2 separate regions of the Gossypium hirsutum genome follow, and region 1 is linked to region 2. A link is a contact called in public Hi-C data. All regions are on one chromosome and are shown on one strand. Each heading gives the region's core, a stretch centred on a gene start, on an enhancer-like site or on the middle of the called end of the contact. The rest is flanking DNA. Distances are from core to core; before and after follow the strand shown. Region 1 has its middle 49 kb from the start of LOC121210435. Region 2 holds the start of LOC107901919 (heat shock 70 kDa protein, mitochondrial).

Region 1 (3,520 bases), core at 772-3,271, 870 kb before region 2:
TGAATTGGACCCAGCCCAAAATTACCTTGATCTTTTTCTTTATGAATTTTAAATAATAAAACCAGAAGGAAATGTTGATGATGATTCTGCTATTAGTCCCTGTATTTAGAAAAAGTTATGGATTTAATTCTTATACTTTTATTTAGTTATTTTTAGTCCTTATACTTTTCAAATTTTAAAATTTCTATCCACACCAAACAATAATTGTTAAATTGATCAAGTAAGGTTATGCTATTTTTAAAATTTGATGCGCCAAACATATTATCATATTTTTAATGTCATATTAACTTATCATTTCCACATATTACTCACTAAAAAGATTCAATTAATAGATTAACGACAACCATTTGCGTTAAGATTGCAATTTCAAAATTTGAAAAGTATAAGGACTTAGAATGATCCAATTGGATAAAATGGACTAAATCTACACCTGTATGAATAGTGAAGGATTAGTAATTGAAAACAAATTTACCTACTACTCTTTGTGTCAGGACTAAAATTTCAAAATTTGAAAAGTAGGACTAAAATTGACCAAATTAAGAAGTACATGGACTAAAATTAATCAAATAAAAGTAGAAGGAATAAATCCACAAGTTTTGCAAAGTACAGAGACTAATAGCAGAATTTAACCTAAAAAAAACAATTAAAGGGTAAAAGTATAATGGGAGCCATTGTATTAAGAGTTAGTTTTTATTTTGCCCTTTTACCCAAAAAAATGGGCAAATTAGTCCCATTAAATTTGATCAAAGAGTAAAACTGATCATTTTTGCTAAAAATTTCATCCATTTCTGACATTGCTAACAGAATAATCAAACAATTATATATGACGTGTCATGTGTACCTCATTTAAACATACATGGATAAATTTTTAACAGTAAAAATAGATAGAATTTTTAATAGAATGATCAATTTACTCTTCAATCTAATATATAATAATTAATTTATTATTTTTTTAACTAAAGAGGACAAAATATAATTTGCACTTGAAGATCCGAAGAGAAAAATGTAGATGTGTCAAACATTCTAGTACATAGTATTAGCATATAGTATGAAAGCACTAGATGATAGGAAATGCAATTTATAGCTGATAATTAGTGGCATGATGTGATATTTTAACTATACAAATCTAATATTTAAATGAAGCTCCAAATAAGCCAAAGCCAACAGGAATGCTGCTTTCAATTGTTGATGTAAAGCCGAGGAAGATGTGCCAAGTGCCACGCGGTGGTACAATAATTTCAGTGTACCAGAAACAGCTCTTTATTTCTCATAATCTTGCAGGCACCAGATGCTGCAAATTGATTGAGTTATGAGATTAAATTATTAATGAGAATATGGCATGAAATAATGGAGAATTTATTTTGATTCCTTCTGGCTAGCTTGTTCTGATTCTGCCAATAATTTTAGTTAGTATTTCTTCTCTACCCAATTCACCTTTCTCCTAAGGATGCTAATCATAAGGCCATATGCGTATAATATATGATTACGAATTGAAGAGAATGAATATACCCTTTTATCATACACATACACTTAAAAATACTTTACCTTAAATTCCGATAACCTAGACCTTTATCTGCGATGGTTTGATTCTTCTCATGTGTTGATTCTAGGTTTATATGCACCACTAATTTTTTTATTTGTTTTCCCCGTACAAGTTTCTGGATTTTGGCAAACTAACAAACACATTTCCAATAATTTAAATAGACGAAGGGTTGTCATTGTCAATCAACAACTCAAGTGACCACAAAAAATGTAGATTTTCTCTACACTTGATGAGTAAACGTTCAAAGCTAATGACCCCAACTTCCAATATTCAACATCAGGTAGGTATAGCCGTACAGATGGCAAGTTGAAGGAGACTGAAACTTTCTTTTTTTGTTTTTTTTTTTAAATTTACCTTTCTGAATGTTAAAGAAAAGATGAAAAGGAAAGAACAAGAAAGGCATGTGATGGTGGCGGTGAATAGTGGGACAGATGCAGAAATCCTAGCAGTATAGGAAGCATAAGATGATAGAGAGGCTAGAGGTAGCTGTTTCAGTGTGTAATAATAGCAGTAGGAGATAAAGACTAATGGAGCCGTGACCACCTGCAGATGACCCAACTTTAAAATTATCTGTTTCTTAGTGTACCCAAATGGCAATTGAATTATTCAGAAATTGATCTTAGATTGTAAGTCATAATAAAAGGAGCTGAAATAGTTCTTAAGCGTCTCAATTTTGAAGTCAACACAAACATGTGATGTTCCCATATCCTGCAATTTGCAAACCTATAGCACAACAATGATATAAGTCCACCAGGCCCTACCATTTGGGATCTCTCTTGCCCCACACTTCTCCAACGAAATAAGTCTGCTAGGTTTGGATGCCTTTCTCTGCCTAAAAAACCTTTATTTTTTAAAGGGTAAATTGCACTAAGAGTCACCTCCTTATTTGTAAGTTTTCATTCCAGTCAATAGACGGTAAAAAGTTTCAAAATCATCACTAAATTTGTGTATTTGTAACGTTTGGTCATTTGTCCATTTGTCCATTAACCCCTTGACAGAATTATGAGGTCCAATGTTTTATATAGGATTGATATCTAATTTAGCCCATTAAATTTCTATATATTTTTAACAATAAATCCAAAAACATCTAAAAAAATCATAAAATTCTAAAAACAAATTGAAACTTTATTTTCTAAAACTATAAAAAGTATTTTTTAATGATTATAATTATGTGAACTTTCTAAAATATTTTAGCCACGATTTAGCCCTTAAACTACATTGATTTTCTTATTCTTGCTAATTTTTTTTCTCAGATCGGTACTTACATTCTGTTTATCACTTTAGTCCAATAATGTTAAAATATGTTTTGGAAACCAACTAACATATGTCACCTATTAAATTGTGGCACGTGGCACTTCCATCATATTAGAATCCTCCTCATGCCATCTATGGAGATAAAAAATTAACATATATATAATAGAAAATGGAAAAATTGATTTTAAAAAAAATAAAATTTTAGAAATTTCTAAAATATATAAATAAATATTCAAAAATAAAAAATTAGTTAAATTTCTAGAAAATTAAAAAACTTGGTAAATTTTAAAAATCTAGAAACTTTTGGAATATATAAATATAAGCTAAAAATAAAAATTTTAAAATTTTAAAAAATAAAAATTTAACATTTTGTTTAACTCTAGGAAACTAAAAAATATGTCAAAATTCAATATATATATAAACTCTAGACAAATTACAATGATTTTAATATATGTTGAAAAAAAAAACCTAAAATATATTGAAAAATTCTAAAAACTGGAAAAAAATTAGACATTAGAAAATTAAAAGCATATATAATTAAAAATATATAAAAATTATTGAAAATGGTAATAACTTCAAAAATATATTTGTTATAAAAGACTCAACAACAATATATATATATATAAACTTTCTTAAAATATTAAAAAGTGTAAATTAAAATTCAGTCAATGTTTATCAATAATCAATCAAAGTCAACCGTATTGTTTTAAAAATTGTTAAAAT
Region 2 (3,593 bases), core at 547-3,046:
TGTTATCAGTTCTATTATATTCACTCACCAAGTATTCTAATAGTGCATTGTCAAAGTCCTCTCCACCCAAGAAAGTGTCTCCATTTGTTGCTTTTACCTGATAAAAAGGCTCTCCAAGTCAATCAATTTAGCAAAGCATGAATAAAACAAATAAAGAAATACAAGCATACCTCAAAAACACCATTCGAAATTTCTAATATAGAAACATCAAAAGTACCACCTCCAAGGTCAAATACTGCTATGATACCCTCCTTGTTATTCATCCCATAGGAAAGCGCGGCAGCAGTTGGTTCATTGATAATCCTTTCGACATCTAACCCAGCAATCCGCCCAGCATCCTTGGTGGCCTGCCTTTGTGCGTCATTAAAATATGCAGGAACAGTGATAACAGCTTTGGTCACCGTTTTACCAAGGTATGCTTCTGCGGTTTCCTTCATCTTTGTTAGAACAAATGCACCAATCTGGCTCGGGGAATAAGTTTTTCCATTGGCTTCAAGCCAGGCATCCCCATTGGGAGCTCTAACTATCTTGTAAGGTACCATCTTCATTTCTTTCTGTGTCTGAGCATCATCAAAACGTCTCCCAATCAGACGTTTTGTTCCAAAAAATGTGTTTGTTGGGTTGGTCACAGCCTGCCGTTTGGCTGGTGTTCCAACAATTAGCTCCCCCTGCTGGTTGAAGGCAACCACAGATGGTGTGGTTCTAGCTCCTTCAGCATTCTCAATTACCCTAGGATTCTGCAGAATACATACAAAGGACTTGAACAATCTGAATAAAATAGTTCCCATTTTCACAAAAAGAAATCCAAAATATATACTTCAACAAAGATCAATAATATTAGTCAGGAAGAATAATCTACCTTTCCCTCCATAACTGATACACATGAGTTGGTTGTACCCAGGTCAATACCAATAACATCATTACCAACAGGTCTTGAGCTGTAATGCAGGAATAACATCTTAGCAAATAATTAGCCACTGAGATTTGATAATGTTTTGAAGATATTTAAGAATACCTGAAGGATCTTGCCAAGGATGCCCATTTGACCAGTGGAGACCTAGCCAAGGATGTCTTTGCATTTCCAGTCAACTATATTAAGAATAAGAAACACTAGTAAGCTTCAGTGGCCAATTACAAAAAGTCCACCAGCAATATCTCATCAGAAAGAAACGAAACAACAATATTTCAATTTCTTTAAGTAAAGGTAAACCCAGAATCTTTCATAACCACAAACACATTGTAATCAGCAATTATAACAATTCAACAGCTGTTGCCTAACTAATGATGAACCAATCGAAGTTTAACTTAAACCCAAAATAAGTCCTAAAAGCTTTTTATTTTATATAGTTGATATAATTTGATCAAAAGGCTAGGCTAAGACCCAAAAAGATGAGAGAAATGAAAGAAATGAGAAAAAAAAACTCCATTGATGGTATTGCAACATAAAATCTTTGGCCTTTAAACAAACGAAAAAAGCGGGCAAAGACTCGACCATGTTCCCCAGAAATAGAGGAATCAAGTTATTACAGAGTTCTAAAATGAGTTAACATGAAAGAAAAAGAAAATGGAAAAAAATAAATCACATCAACCAAAAAGCAACAAAGACAGGAAAACGCAAAAGACCCAAGATAAAGAGAAACTTACGGATCTGCAAGCGGAGTGAAGCTCACGGCGCTGTAAAGCACGGCGGAGAACAGAAGCAGCCATGGTAAGAGCAAGATGATGAAGACCGTAGGGTTTAAAAGGCTGTGCTAGGGTTTTAGCAAATCTGATTGGTGGGCTTTATTTAACATTAAGGGATTTGTGATTGAATGACTGTTTTACCCTTGCCTAATTTTGAGAAGGACGGTTCCGTTGGTGGGCTTGGAAGGGTAAAATAAGAATACGATTAGAATATGTCAACGTTCAAAAGTTAGGGATCGTGGGCAACAAGAAATATGAGCAAAACTAATCCCTCAATATCTTTAGGGGTTTTTTATTTAGTGAAATACTTAATAAAATGTTTAATATGATATTTATATTTTGAAAATATTTAATTTAGTATTTTAACTATTAATATATATTTTATTATGATATATGTATTATAAACAAAAATAATATATAAAAGATGAATATGTGGATTTCTATTGCATTCTATATTTTTCATCATATGTACAAGTAGTATATTTCTCTCTCTATATATAGGGAGATTAGACTCTTCATATTCTAATACATAAATAGGAAATTAGTTACAAGAAGATGAAATGTGAAGATGAAATGTTTAAGGTTAAAGAAGATGAAAGGTGGAAGGTTGAGGGCGATGAAAAGTGAAAGGTTGAACATCCACTTAATAGCATTCAAAACACCCCTTGAATGTTCATTGTATAAATAATATGCCTAATTAAAAACCTTATTAGGAAAAAGAGTATATAATCATTTGATACATTGTATATCACAACAAAAAAAAATGTAGTGTAAATTTACTCCCCCTCATGTAAGTATCATTTAGGATCTTTGAGACAACGCAATCAAATGTTGAAAATTAACTTCTCAAATGTGGCAGTAGGGAGATCCTTAGTAAAAAGATCTGCTAAATTCTCACTTGAACGAATCTATTGAACATTTATATCTCCATTCTTTTGTAGATTATTAGTGAAGAAAATTTTTGGTGATATATGTTTTATTCTATCACCCTTAATTTATCCCTCATTAAGTTGTGTAATGCAAGTTATATTATCTTCATATAAGACTGTTAGAGCTTTTTTTTCAGAGCATAAACCACAATTTTTTCATATGTGATGAATTACAGACCTTAGCCACACACATTCACGATTAGCCTCATGGATTGCAAAAATTTCAACATGATTAGAAAAAATAACAACAATTGTTTGTTACATAGAACGCCAAGAAATTGCAGTACCACTATATGTGCAAACATAACCAGTTTATAATTGAGCATTATGAGGATTAGTAAGTACCCTACATTTGCAAATCCAACCAATTATGTTTTGGGTAGGTTAGGGAAAAATAAACGCATATCTCTTGTACCTTGAAGATAATGAAAAATATGCTTGACCCTATTCCAATGACTTCGGGTTGGACAAAAGCTAAATCTTACTAATAATTTGATAGCAAATGATATATCTGGTCGTGTATAACTAGCAAGATACATCAATGCACCAATAGCACTTAAATATGGTACTTCAGGACCAAGAAAATCTTTATCATTTTCTTGAGGATAGAAAATGTCTTTATTTACATTAAGTGACCTAACAACCATTAAGGTGCTCAACGGATGTACGTTAGCATGTAAAATCTTCTTAGCACTTTTTCTATATATGTTGTTTGATGCACAAGGATTCCATTCTTTAGGTGCTCAATTTGTAACCCTAGACAAAATTTTGTCTCTCCAAGGACTTTCATTTCAAATTCTTTTTTTTAAGCACTTCATTGTCATTAAAATCTCTTCAGAAGTCCCAATGATATTTAAATCATCAACATACACAGTAATTATAAAAAATCCTGGCTCAAACCTCTTTATAAAAATGCATGGGGAAATAGGATCATTATTATAGCCTCCCCTCAATAAGTACTCACTAAGGCGATTATACCAC

Evidence for each region. Hi-C and Micro-C count contacts between places; a contact is called where the count stands out from the background.
Region 1: a Hi-C map of leaf shows a contact between it and region 2, with 2.2 times the contacts expected there. The contact joins the enhancer-like site here to the promoter of LOC107901919 in region 2. A contact is called at or near these places in 2 of 34 Hi-C or Micro-C datasets (both in leaf).

Annotation. Positions count from the first base shown.
Region 1 is chrA11:58,157,077-58,160,596 of Gossypium_hirsutum_v2.1, reverse strand. No RefSeq gene overlaps it. Among protein-coding and RNA genes, the nearest start is that of LOC121210435, 49 kb to the left of the region's middle. Within about 2 kb of position 2,021, at least 3 of the 9 cell types and tissues checked have an H3K27ac peak or open chromatin away from gene starts, as enhancers often do. A contact at or near this core is called in leaf, where this site is marked.
Region 2 is chrA11:57,283,816-57,287,408 of Gossypium_hirsutum_v2.1, reverse strand. LOC107901919 (heat shock 70 kDa protein, mitochondrial) reads right to left here and starts at 1,796. Exons shown (of 6, transcript XM_041081994.1): 1 at 1,645-1,796; 2 at 1,016-1,089; 3 at 860-938; 4 at 171-737; 5 at 1-97. The coding sequence starts at 1,707.